2 separate regions of the Arabidopsis thaliana genome follow, and region 2 is linked to region 1. A link is a contact called in public capture Hi-C data. All regions are on one chromosome and are shown on one strand. Each heading gives the region's core, a stretch centred on a gene start, on an enhancer-like site or on the middle of the called end of the contact. The rest is flanking DNA. Distances are from core to core; before and after follow the strand shown. Region 1 holds the start of scpl20 (serine carboxypeptidase-like 20). Region 2 holds the start of ATCSLA15 (Nucleotide-diphospho-sugar transferases superfamily protein).

Region 1 (3,391 bases), core at 454-2,953:
TCTAGAATTTTCAAGTATATCTAACATCTCAAATGTGCATTACGTGCAAAAACTTGCATGTCTTTGTTACTAACTTACCATAAGACACATAAATGAAAAGAGAAAAGGTCATATGATAAATCATATCCACAAAACAAATAATAAGAAAATATTCACTGTAAAATTAGTAACTTAATAAGAGGTTAGGTAGCAAACATCTAAACTACAACACAAGTAATTGTTTTAGCAATTATCAAGTAATGATCATTAATAAATAAAAAAAACTAATGAAAGAAGAAGAGTAGAATGAAAGTAATACTTGATACATTAGCATGATTTTGTATTTTTTTAGTATTTTTAACAAATGAATTAAGAGTAAGATTAATGGATGACTTAATTCACAATAGGAGAATTTTGGTTTTTCTTCAATTAATGTAGCTAATCTTTTTATTTAAATAATATAAAACGACAAATGTCATTTTCTCATGTGATAATGGTACACTTATATGGAGAAAATTTACCAACTTTCATATATATGATTATATAAGTAATAATATGTAAAGAAGAAAAGAAACGAAAGAGTGAAAGAGTGAGCAAGAGAAACTTGTATAATTAACTTGTATATATGCGTTAAAAAAATGAGAACCGACTCTTTTACTAAATCATTTATTAAGCAGAGATTTAGCTGACATTATACTTCTCCATCTATATGATAGAAAAGTATAATTTTATTCAATCCAGATGATTGGATTTTCAAAAATATATTTTGAAAGTTTTCGCAAAAAGTAAGTCGAAAACGTTATCAACCAATTATTTTGCTAGTAGGACCAAATTAAAATGATTCACATTCCGAAATCCTATTCCACTTTTCGATTTACTATTGCATAATTTCTTCTAAACTATGTAGTTTATACCCTTCGATTTACCATTTTTACTCCACTAAAATTTAGTAACCGCATTTAAAAGTTTAGAAGTAATTATTTTTAGTACTTTGAAGTAAGAAATCACATAAATTGATAATGGCGCAGCTATACACTTTATTAGCACTTCTTTTTTACCTTTCAAAAAAACTTGTTATCTTTTTATCTGTATAATAAAACCGGTAGTTTCTTGTACCAAACCAAATTCTTAGTTCAAAATTTTGAAAACATAATACAACGAACTTTATTTATTTATTACCTTTTTCAAATTCTTCCCTTCCAAAACTTTCTGATTTTATTATTCTTTACATATACTCTTATAATGTTATAACAATTCCAGAGAAAACAATATGAAAAGAAGAAAAACTAACTAAACAAAATAGTAGTGTGGACCTGGATCTATTCTTCTATTAAAATTTGCTTTCCACTAGATTTTAGATATATAGGTTTAAAAGCTAACCATAGCTTTTAACCTCATAAATTTCAAAATGCTTTCCAAAATACGGATTATACTATTCCCAATAATTGAATAATCAGTTTATTTTCTACGTAATTTAACAATGGGAAAGCTAATTCGTAGAAGTTATCGTTCAAAATAAAACCAAAACTTTTTAATCATTATGTAGGAATCTTTTCCAAACAAAACGCCTAAAACTTAACAAAAAGAATTCACAAAAACCAGCCACGTGTCACCTTTTGTTAAGCCAGTCGTCACTTTAAGTAACCGCTTGTCACTTTAAGAAGCGGTCCCAAGTCAACTCGCGCCACTCAAATCAATCATGCTTATGTAAATAACAACTAAACGCAGACGCAATCACCATTTTCTTTATAGAAATGCTCAAAATCGTGCCTTTTAAGGAAACTGTTGCTTTGCAGAATCACAAAATCTATATACCAACCATAAGTTTCCAAATTTTGTTCTAAAAATCAAAAAAATTCATATCATCTTTTTGTCTTTTTTTACCAGAATTTCATCCTTATTTCGTGCTAAATCATTTTCCAAACATTCATAATACTTTTTGTTGGTTTATGGCCAACTAACAAAATATCCTCTAGATTTTCTTCTTTGTGTTAGTCTATATAAAGCAATACCACAGTGATCCTCTTTTTTAATTCATTCTGTGTTTATGTCAATAATCACAATGGTTTGGTTAATGAAAGTTTTTGTCTTTGTGACATTACTCTCTTTAGTGTTTGTAATAACAGAATCAGCTCCTGAATCTGCTCTTATCACCAAACTTCCTGGTTTCGAAGGCACTTTTCCTTCGAAACATTACTCCGGGTAAAATATCAAATTCTCTGTTCTTGAAATTCAAGATTCTGTTTTTCTTGTATATAATCTTTTTGGTTTTTGATCAAAGGTATGTGACAATTGATAAGGAACATGGAAAGAATCTATGGTATTACTTTATTGAATCGGAGAAGAATCCATCGAAAGATCCGGTGGTGCTTTGGCTCAATGGTGGTCCAGGTTGTTCAAGCATGGATGGATTTGTGTATGAGCATGGTCCATTCAATTTCGAACTACCAAAGAAAAACAATAGTCTCCCACTCTTGCATCTTAATCCTTATAGTTGGTCCAAGGTAATTTTAATGAAAACATATCTGTGTTGTTTTTTTTTACTAGTTTTGTAATGTTTTGATGTATGATTTGTTTACTTTTTCAGGTCTCTAACATTATATACCTTGATTCTCCTGTTGGTGTGGGATTCTCTTACTCAAACAATAAGTCTGATTACATAACCGGTGATATTAAAACCGCGGTTGACTCTCACGCGTTCCTTCTCAAGGTGAATCATTAGACATGTTTTAGTTTTTGGGTGTAATGCAGATTACTAAATGCTTCTTTCATTCAAAATGTTCTTCACCAGTGGTTCCAAATGTTTCCTGAGTTTCAATCAAATCCTTTTTTCATCTCTGGAGAATCTTACGCCGGAGTTTATGTCCCAACTCTTGCTTCAGAAGTTGTCATAGGTATCTATCTATCTTCTCCTTTCATAATCAGTGATACATCTTCTCAAGTTTTTTAATCCATTTGTTGGTTTATGTTGCAGGGAACAAAAATGGAGTAAAGCCGGCTCTTAACTTCAAGGTAACGAGATTTAACGACTCAATCTCGGTTTCTTGAGTTCTCGTTTTGTTTCACACAATGACTGTGTGTTCTTCTCTGGTTTTGGACAGGGGTATTTGGTTGGAAATGGAGTTGCGGATCCGAAGTTTGATGGAAATGCTTTTGTCCCGTTTGCACATGGGATGGGACTAATCTCTGATGAACTCTTTGAGGTTTGTTTAGTTGCTTATAATAGAGTCTTACTCTTCCACTTTCTTTATATTATCTAACAACATCGAAAAGAAAATCGCAGAACGTTACAAAAGCTTGCAAGGGAAATTTCTATGAAATAGAGGGACTCGAGTGCGAGGAACAGTATACGAAAGTTAACGATGTATGAATAATGTTTCATGTTAATTCTTATAGACATTAAGAATGTTTG
Region 2 (3,391 bases), core at 309-2,808, 240 kb before region 1:
CGAGTGACGTCATCAGAGCGGTTCTTTTTCCGTTACGTGGGGCCAAAGGATTCCGGGATGTTTAGGTGTGTTGTGAGATATGGTTACAAGGAAGACATTGAGGAGCCTGATGAGTTCGAGCGTCATTTTGTTTATTACTTAAAGGAATTCATTCATCACGAGCACTTCATGTCTGGAGGAGGAGGGGAGGTGGACGAGACGGACAAAGAAGAGGAACCAAATGCTGAGACAACAGTTGTGCCTTCGTCTAATTATGTCCCTTCATCGGGGCGGATCGGGTCCGCCCATTCATCTTCGTCAGACAAGATTAGGTCGGGAAGGGTCGTGCAGGTTCAATCCGTGGAGGATCAAACAGAGTTGGTGGAGAAAGCGAGAGAGAAAGGGATGGTTTATCTAATGGGAGAGACCGAGATTACGGCAGAGAAAGAGTCTTCTTTGTTTAAGAAGTTTATAGTGAACCATGCTTACAATTTCTTGAAGAAGAATTGTCGGGAAGGAGACAAAGCACTTGCGATTCCTAGGTCGAAGCTTCTCAAGGTTGGCATGACCTATGAGTTATAAGATTCTCTATTTCGTCTTTGTGTTTCATCATGGTTTAAAATCATTGTGACCTAAATAAAGTGTCTCCATGTTTAGGGGACCCTTGTTTTTGTTTGTTTGTTGTCATAAATAGTTGGTAAATGTGTAAGTCATTATTACCTTTTTTTTTGTGATTGCCAGTTTGTCGATTTTATTGAAAAATAAAAGTTACAGAAGCCCATATTTTTAATGTAAGAGACTAAGAGTATATGGAACAAAGATGTAGGACTGGTTTATTGTTTTTTTTTTTTTTTGTGTGCCCATATTTTAATGTAAGAGTATATATATATTTTAATAATATTATGTGATATTTTCATCCAATATTTCACTGGTATCTTTTTTTTTTTAAGTAACAGCTTTAACATTTGTCATTTATCTAAATAAATATATATTGTCATTTACCAATGTTTTGTATTGTTTTGGTTAATTATGATGGTTTTGTTCTTGCCATTTCGTGTGGTTCAAGTGAAAACAGCAACACACGCACTTGTACGACAGATAATGCCAACGTTGTGAATCTTTGTTAGTTACTTTAGATATTATACTATTCCCACGTTATATTTTTTATTTTTTCGAAGGGATTTAATTGGTTTCATAGAGCAACTACAAAGTATACAGGATTTTCGAAATAGAAATATTGCATAAGCAAAATATGGTCATATATTGAAGATTTATAGAAGTATAGAACAATAGAAGTGAAATATGATATGATTATTTAAAAATTAAAATATTACAAAAGCCATATTTTTTAAATCGGCCTAGGCCTACACGAATCTAAGGACGACATTGAGATGAGGTATCTAAGGACAAAAATTTGTAGACGTTCCAGGTTCAATTCTATTTCGAACAAAGTCGTGTGTGTGTGGCCACTTTAACTTGAGCTTTAGACTATATATTTTACCCCAGATGAGTTTGCTAAAAAAAACTCATACCAAAGAGTCTTCTCATGAATCTCATCACTATATTAGTCGAATTACCGGCAGCAATAGGTGTCTATATAGGAAAAATAATTTTATATAATGTCTTGGTACACAAGCTTGTTTTTTCTTCTGCATCATTGTTAGTTACTTAGGTATTAGGCTAATTAGTTCCACGTTGTAATATTCTAATAAAAAAAATAGCTATAAAACAAAGAAAGAAAAAGAAAGAAGGCAGTACAACTAAAAAATCAGTCACTGAACAAAAAAGAAAAGACATGTTTTTGCTTCTGAAGCCTCTCCTTTCTCTACACGATTTATCTCTTAACCTCCTCTCGGTAATGGTAAGACATCGTCTTTCTTTCTCTATATCTCTCGCTCTCTGTTTTTTCATTACAATGTATATATAATATATTTCTTACAATTTTTTTTCACTGGGATAACTTTTTATTCTTTTGTCCACCATTATGAGAAGTTCCATGGAGAAACTCTTAAAGCATCCGTGGATGGTGTGGGGATAAACATGAGCACTATGTGGAGAGAAACAAGGAATGTATTCATAGTTCCATTGTTCAAGTGTATAGTGGTTATGTGTTTGATCATCTCGCTCTTAGTTTTCGTTGAGAGTGTTTACATGAACCTTGTAGTACTCTATGTCAAGTTGTTTAACCGAAAACCAGAGAAAGTCTACAAATGGGAGGCAATGCAGGAGGATATGGAGCTTGGTCATCAAAATTATCCGATGGTCCTTGTTCAAATCCCAATGTACAACGAACGAGAGGTTCAAGTTTGATTTTGATCTCTCCCTATCTCTTTATAATATTATTCTTTATATATATAATTGACAAGTCAAGTTAATAACAACATATAACTTGTACACAATTACTAAAAGAAAACCCACACGTGATCATAATGTTCCTTTCATACTTCCGTCTTTTAGTGCAAATAACACTGGTCACTCCACAGTAGCTGTTGTCTCATATGTCAACTAGCATATAAGTTGTTTCTTTGATTTTTCAAACTTCTTAAATGTGTGAGAGCTACTTAATATTACGTTGTTATACTAACATAATAGTTTTGACTCGGCAGGTCTTTGAATTATCTATAGGTGCTGCGTGCAGACTAACATGGCCATCGGACCGTCTAATTGTTCAAGTTTTAGATGATTCCACCGATCCAGCAATCATGGTCCGTTCTTAATAAACTCTCAATGGACAGAGTTCGCTAATAAAACTTAATTTAAAATAAGAAACATACCAATAACATGACTTATGACATTGCTGAACATTATTGAGTTGATTTTATACATAATTAGTAATTAAATTTCAGGAACTGGTGAGCATGGAATGTACAAAATGGGCATCAAAAGACATAAATATAAATTATGAGAGGCGAGAGAACAGAAATGGCTACAAGGCTGGAGCTCTTAAGCACGGCATGAGGCACAGTTACGTCAAGCAGTGCCAATATCTTGCCATCTTTGATGCTGATTTCCAGCCCGAGCCCGATTACCTCCAACGCGCTATCCCCTTTCTTATCCACAACCCTGAGGTCGCTCTTGTCCAAGCTCGATGGAGATTTGGTATGTACATATATATATATAACTACTACATAAAAACTTCTAGGGTATTTAAACCAAATCTCGAGTGGTAATAAATAGATAATTTCATGTCCATTATTTAAAATGTTAGATTCAACTCCATTTCCGATTTGTAACATTCTAAAAATAATTGATAATGAAAGTAACAAAATGGCAAATGATCAACCAATCAAGTATATAGAAGATATTTAGTTAACTAGCTATGCTCCTTGCACATTAAATAGTTTTGAGATAAAAACTTAATGTGAATGTGGTTCGTCATATATATGATTCGGTCATGCAGTAAACGCTAACA

Evidence for each region. Capture Hi-C pulls out chosen DNA fragments and counts their contacts.
Region 2: a contact with region 1 is called in a capture Hi-C map of seedling, with 3 times the contacts expected there. The contact joins the promoter of ATCSLA15 here to the promoter of scpl20 in region 1.

What each region holds. Positions count from the first base shown.
Region 1 is chr4:7,551,687-7,555,077 of TAIR10.1, reverse strand. scpl20 (serine carboxypeptidase-like 20) reads left to right here and starts at 1,703. Exons shown (of 13, transcript NM_117360.8): 1 at 1,703-2,181; 2 at 2,261-2,483; 3 at 2,567-2,689; 4 at 2,771-2,873; 5 at 2,954-2,991; 6 at 3,081-3,182; 7 at 3,263-3,343. The coding sequence starts at 2,027.
Region 2 is chr4:7,794,208-7,797,598 of TAIR10.1, reverse strand. It overlaps ATCSLA15 (Nucleotide-diphospho-sugar transferases superfamily protein), which reads left to right and starts at 1,558. Exons shown (of 10, transcript NM_117415.3): 1 at 1,558-1,840; 2 at 1,972-2,277; 3 at 2,586-2,684; 4 at 2,826-3,078; 5 at 3,380-3,391. The coding sequence starts at 1,775. HAK5 (high affinity K+ transporter 5) reads left to right here. Exons shown (of 9, transcript NM_117416.3): 9 at 1-817. The coding sequence ends at 561.